Linked DNA regions of Mus musculus: region 1 is linked to region 2. A link is a contact called in public HiChIP or PLAC-seq data. All regions are on one chromosome and are shown on one strand. The core of a region is the stretch at or near the end of the contact, and the rest is flanking DNA. Distances in the headings are between cores, read along the strand shown.

Region 1 (2,896 bases), core at 226-2,725, 340 kb after region 2:
TATTCATGGGGCACGCAGACAGATTTCGCAAGTGGGAAGAAAGATTCTCTTCATATATTCCTCATTGCTGATGACACACCCGGCCCTGCTGAGTTGTTGCGAATCTGGGATTTTATCATAACTTCAAGGCCTTCCTTATAGGGTATCAAGGTGTAATTCTACCCAGGTTGATCTTAGACTTTATAATACCATCAAGCTCCCCTAGTCTTCCCAGATTGAAGACCCAGCAGAGGGAGGTCTGGCCCCCTCTGCACAAAAGTGGCTGAAATGTCTTTTCTCTGAAGCTTCCCACTTCTCCATCCTTGCTTCCCAGGCTTGTCCTTTCTGCCCTCAAAAGTACCCTTCTTTTCTAGCAAGTAGAGAAGGGTCAGGTTCTCTGTCCCTGGATCACATACATCTACCTGTTACTGGCAGAAATGCAAACCTTGGGGCATAGTGTATTCTGTAGAGCACAGAGGATGCCTGAAGGTGCCTCTCTGGGCTCTAAAGTAGAGCAGTGCTCTGGCAGTTCCTTAACCATCTGTGAGTGTATCAGCTTGGATTTGACTACTTCAGGGGCTGGGAGAAGATCCCAATTATGGAATACTGTGTAGACATGTACGCCCTCTGGTCAATTAGGAAAAAAACTATATTCCTTTTTCCTCCTAAAATTAAGCATCGCTGGGCGTGGTGGCGCACACCTTTAATCCCAGCACTCCGGAGGCAGAGGCAGGCGGATTTCTGAGTTCGAGGCCAGCCTGGTCTACAGAGTGAGTTCCAGGACAGCCAAGACTACACAGAGAAACCCTGTCTCGAAAAACTTAAGAAAAAAGAAGCATCAGGGGCTGAAGAGATGGCTCAGGGGTTAAGGGCATTGGCTACTCTTCCAGAGGACCTGGGTTCAATTCCTAGGACCCACATGGCAGTTTGTAAGTGTCTGTAACTCCAGTTTCAGGATATCTGATACAGTCACTTCAGGCAAAACACCAATGCACACAAAATAAAAATAAATCTTTTTTTTTTTTTTTTTTTTTTAATGAAGCATCAAAGTAAAATGTGGTTAATCTTAGGAGGCGTTGGAGTACATGTGGTTTCTAACACCATGGTTTTCATGAGGAAGACCATGATGGGCCACATGCTTCTGCAGTGCCTTGTCAGGATGGGAGCCATGCTGGCACAGTCCAGTCCTGCAGCTCCAGGGGAACTAAAGGTTGGTCCTCCAGGTGGCCTTGTAGAGCCTGCTGCCTTCCCATCCACAGAAGGACCCACCGACTGCAGGATGGAATCGGGACTGTTTGTAAGGATCAAAGGAATTCTGAACATAAGATATTTTTGTTAAAAAAGAAAAATGTCCATGAGTAATAGACAACCAGAAGAAGGAAGTCCAGATGCAGCCATCAGGAGGATGATGATTATTCAATGTGCTTCCCATATGTGCTCGACGCTCTTAGTCACCTCTCTCTGAAGCCCCATTGCTGTGATGACGATTGTACTGCGCTGAGCTTCCACAGACATGAGTGTAACTGTTTCCTTCTGCTTCCACATGAAGTGAGATCACTGGACTTCCTCTGCTTTAAAGATGACTGTATAACAAATGATCAGAACTCCATTTTTTCCTTGCTAAAAGTCCCATTTTAAAAAAAAAACTGCTCAAGTCAAGGGCAGTAAACATGTGAAGTGAGGTACAGAAAGCCGCCCCGAATGTAGTGTCTCCAACCCCATGCCCCACTCCCCTTCCTGCTGGCTGCAACAGACATTTGCTTATTCTGTACAATGGAAAATAGTAAGTCTGTCCTCTAGATCCACGGGGCTTGCATGATCAGCCACGTGACACATCCGGAGATTGTCCTAGCCACTCATAAAACTGAGACAGTCCTCAGTCAGGTCTGAGGAAATGCTGAGACTGGGGAGTGATTTTACTTGACTTTCATGGGTCGGCCTACTTTGAAATTAACACTGTTCTATTCTCCTTGCCTCATTAAGGCCAAATTATCTTTAATTAGCTTCACATAAGTATTAGATATTATGCCAAATGAAATTTTGTGTCTGCTGCTCAGATTGCTGGGTGGTTAAATCTTACTTACAGATGAGTTGTGTGCATGTGTGTTTTCAAATTAGCAAATCTAAGATAAGTGTACAGTTCAAAATTACAGCATCGCACTAAGTGGAAGCTCATTGAAACAGGAGGCAGCAGAGAGGCTGTGAGGCGCAGCTGGGAGAGGGACAGAACCTCTCTGCAGAACATGAGCAGGATCTGTAGGTAGAAGGTCAGCCTCCCTCGCGAGCCTGGGGAACCTACCCGTGCTGGGGGAGCTGGGAGGGAAAGGTGCAGCCTTTGGCCGTATGTATGGTTTTGGGGGTGGGGGGCGGCAGTTAGCACTGGTTTCTTAGAGTTGCTATGTATGAATGCCTCAGGGAGCAGTTGGTTAGTCATCTAGTTTCACAGTGACTAGAAACACATTGGATCATTGGGTTGGAAAGCGGAGGCCGTGACCAGAAGGAATTCCAAGAGGAATACATAGAAAGACAAGGAATGAAAGCCTCACCTCAGAAGAGGAAGGGGAGCCCCGGCCCTCAAGAAGCCACAGTGTCACTGAGTCATCACAGTGAAAGGCAAGTCTATTTTGGACCATAGTTTGGAAGGTTTTAGTCAGTGGTCAGCTAGCTCCATTGCTCCATTGGCCCTGAAGTAAGGCTGAACATCACAACATCAGAAGCCTGTTTACCTGGTGATAGTGTCAAGATCAAGAACAATGCACAGTGTGGCCCCTGGACTTGGAGAACAGAGAATGGTCTCCATTTGTTTGTTCATTACAGGCTTTCTCTCTGTGGATCAGGTTGGCCTTGAACTCAGAAGTCCACTTGTCTCTGCCTCCTGTGGACTGGAATTAAAAGTGTGTGCCACCACCACCTGGCT
Region 2 (2,966 bases), core at 317-2,816:
GGATGCATGCATGATGACACCTTGTCTAAAAAACAAAACAGAATCGAATAAAATTAGTTAGTGTATTTTGGGAGATATGAGCCTGGATGTTACATATATTCAACCATCATTCATTGAATCTCCTTACCATGTGTGTCTTGTGAAGCACTGTTATAGATTCAAAGATGTAAAAAGCATTCTCTTTATAGAACTACTAATTTACTAGGAAGACTAAGATTTATTGCACTGTAAATTAACGAGAAGAGGACTTAGTGCATGTATGTCCTCATAACTAATAGGTTAGCTGTAATAATTTTGGCTTTGAAACTTATTTTACCCCCACTTCATGAAAAATACACATAAAAAGCATTTAGGAAGAGGGGATACATGTGTAAGCAAGTATATAAGGAAGTAGGTTCCATCTCCAGCACCCCTCAAAATACACACATGGAGAGGTGCTAAACGTTTGCATGAAAGTCATACAGGTTAAAGCCATAAAGGTTTAACACCATACCCACTAGACACTAGAATGGCTATAACTAAGACTTGGGTAGTGACAAGGCGTTAGTGAGGACATGAGTGGACTGAAACCCATATACTGTTGGTAGGATATTGGCCCTTCCTTATTTGGCTGACTACAGATCCTTACTCTTTGACCCAGATACCAAAGAGAAATAAACACCTATGTTTACACAAACATTTATACCCAAATATTTGTAACACCATTATTGAAAATAGCACAATAGTCTAAATAATCACCTGTCTATCAGGTGATAAATTCCTAAATAAATTGTATGGTATCAAAAATGGATGTTAGCATGCAGAGGAGAAAAATGAAGGAAGGCGTTCTTCCTTTAGATATTAGTATATGTCTCTTAATACTTTCTCTCTCTCTTTCTCTCTCTCTCTCTCTCTGTCTCTCTCCCCCCCCCCAAAATGGATTACAGGTTTAAACACATAGCTAGAAATCATAAAACTATAAGAAGTCATAGCAAGCAATCAATCAAATTGATCTTAGCAGTGATTTTTTTTTTTAATGTCACCTAAAGGATAGGCAACTGGAGGGAAATTAAACAATCAAGACTGTAAGCTTATATTTTTTTTCAAAACCTACATTAATATGGGTTCTTAAATACTTTAACTTTCCTTCTAGCCCATAACCACCAGAGGTAGAGGGAAGGAAAGGTTATTAGGATATAGGGGAAGTGGACCTGTGTAGGACTGTTCTATGGAAAAAAATCCCATCTGCATTGTCAGGAAATCCGCAGTTCAGTTTACAGGAGTCAGCAGTATCAGTTTGATCCTCTCAAAAATACTTAATGAGTATACCAGCAGTCCAGTTCAGTAGTGTCAGGATAGCAAGCACAAATCAGCAGTGGTGGGACTACCTAGCAGAAACTAGCAGGTCTCACCTGACTTGCCACGAGTCAGCACGAGACTACCAAGACTATCAGGGCTGCCAGGAGTTCTCTGCAGTGTCTTTCTCAACAACTTGAAGATCAGCGAAGGCACAAGACCAAGCCTCTTTCACAGTCTATGAGTCGTGTTTATACTCCCTCCAAATGTCACGTGTCCTCCATGACGTCAGTCTGTCTTAGCAAAACTCCACATGACTCTGTATCAGCTGACATCACACTGCTAGTCAGCATGAGTGTGTGGAAGCAGCAAGGAGCCACCAAAACACCACCAGAAGTTTTATGGTGTGTTTCTATGGAGTGCGACAAACAGAGCTCAGCTACACGATGTCAGGTGAACCAATACATGTGTGTTGTTAGCAAAGAATCCTTCATCACACGTCCTTTCACATTCTTACTTTAGCAAAACATCCTTTCACCCATGTCTGCTTTAGGAAAACACTCCTTCACAGCAAAACACCATTAGACACAACTGACTTTCCAAAGAAACAGTAAGTTTCCATTTCACAGGGCATCCAATGAAACCTGTTGTCATCTAAAAGAAACAGCAAAATGCAAAGCCATCCAAAGATGGAAGGGTACTTTTGTGAAATGACAAGTAGTTAAGTATCCAAACTTGTAAAGAACTCAGTACACATGATAATCATAATCAATTTCAAAGTGAGCCAAAGCATAAATAGACATTTTTCTAAAGAAGATGTAGAATTGCCAAGAATATGCAATTATTGTATGCACATATATATTGTATATTCTTAATATGTATGGATATACAATAATAAGGTTATTTACAACAATAAGGGCACCAGATCTCATTATAGATGGCTATGAACCACCATGTGTGGGACTTGAACTCAAGACCTCTGGAAGAGCAGCCAGTGCTCTTAACCTCTGAGCCATCTCTCAAGCACCAACATGCTATATTTTAATTACTATATTTTATAGCACAGTGAAAATAAAAGGTTACTGACAGAAAAAATAATAACAATTGTGTTAGGGAACAACTGAGACTGACAACAGACATCAAGCTATGGCATATACATATCTCCCAGAAACATTTATGTACACTTCACGTGACTACGTACTCACACACACAAAGGCAAAGTCAGAAGGAAAACCTGTACACTCTTCATTCATAAGAATGTAACTTAGTGGAGTTACCATGGTAAACTGCAAGTTTCTCAAAAACAGATGATCCAACAATTCCATATTTGAATTTGTATGGGAGAAAGGGTGATATCAGTATATCTAAGGAATATCTCCTTTGGTTCCATTCCAGCGTCATTCATAGTAGACAAGTGTGCAAGAACATCTTACGTTTACATCAACAAATGAACAGAGAGAAGATCTGCTATATGTTAGATACACAGAATGCAGTGTTATTTGATATTTTAAAATAAGCAATGTTATGCTAGCCAGGCATGGTGGCACATGCTTACTTGCCATCCTAGGGCTCGGGATCACAAGCTTGGGGCAACCTGTACTTAAGTAGCTACATTAAACAGTATGTAAAAAAAAAAAAAAAAAAAAAAAAAAAAAAAAAAAAAAAAAAAAATTAATGAAAACAAGGACATC

What was found. HiChIP or PLAC-seq counts read pairs in DNA pulled down with a chosen protein or histone mark.
Region 1: a contact with region 2 is called in an H3K4me3 HiChIP or PLAC-seq map of bone marrow-derived macrophages, with 3 times the contacts expected there. The contact joins two enhancer-like sites. A contact is called at or near these places in 1 of 15 datasets of contacts at CTCF or cohesin (pro-B cells), 7 of 484 Hi-C or Micro-C datasets (the C2C12 cell line, the N1E-115 cell line, cerebellar granule neurons and 3 more), 6 of 115 datasets of contacts at active chromatin or transcription factors (astrocytes, bone marrow-derived macrophages, differentiating embryonic stem cells and 3 more) and 3 of 9 other capture datasets (bone marrow-derived macrophages, embryonic tail and embryonic trunk).

What each region holds. Positions count from the first base shown.
Region 1 is chr14:21,611,791-21,614,686 of GRCm38.p6, forward strand. All of the region lies in intron 3 of Kat6b (K(lysine) acetyltransferase 6B), which reads left to right. Among named protein-coding and RNA genes, the nearest start is that of Dupd1, 100 kb to the right of the region's middle. Within about 2 kb of position 1,476, at least 21 of the 459 cell types and tissues checked have an H3K27ac peak or open chromatin away from gene starts, as enhancers often do. A contact at or near this core is called in bone marrow-derived macrophages, where this site is marked.
Region 2 is chr14:21,266,890-21,269,855 of GRCm38.p6, forward strand. All of the region lies in intron 6 of Adk (adenosine kinase), which reads left to right. Among named protein-coding and RNA genes, the nearest start is that of Gm52152, 150 kb to the right of the region's middle. Within about 2 kb of position 1,567, at least 15 of the 459 cell types and tissues checked have an H3K27ac peak or open chromatin away from gene starts, as enhancers often do. A contact at or near this core is called in bone marrow-derived macrophages, where this site is marked.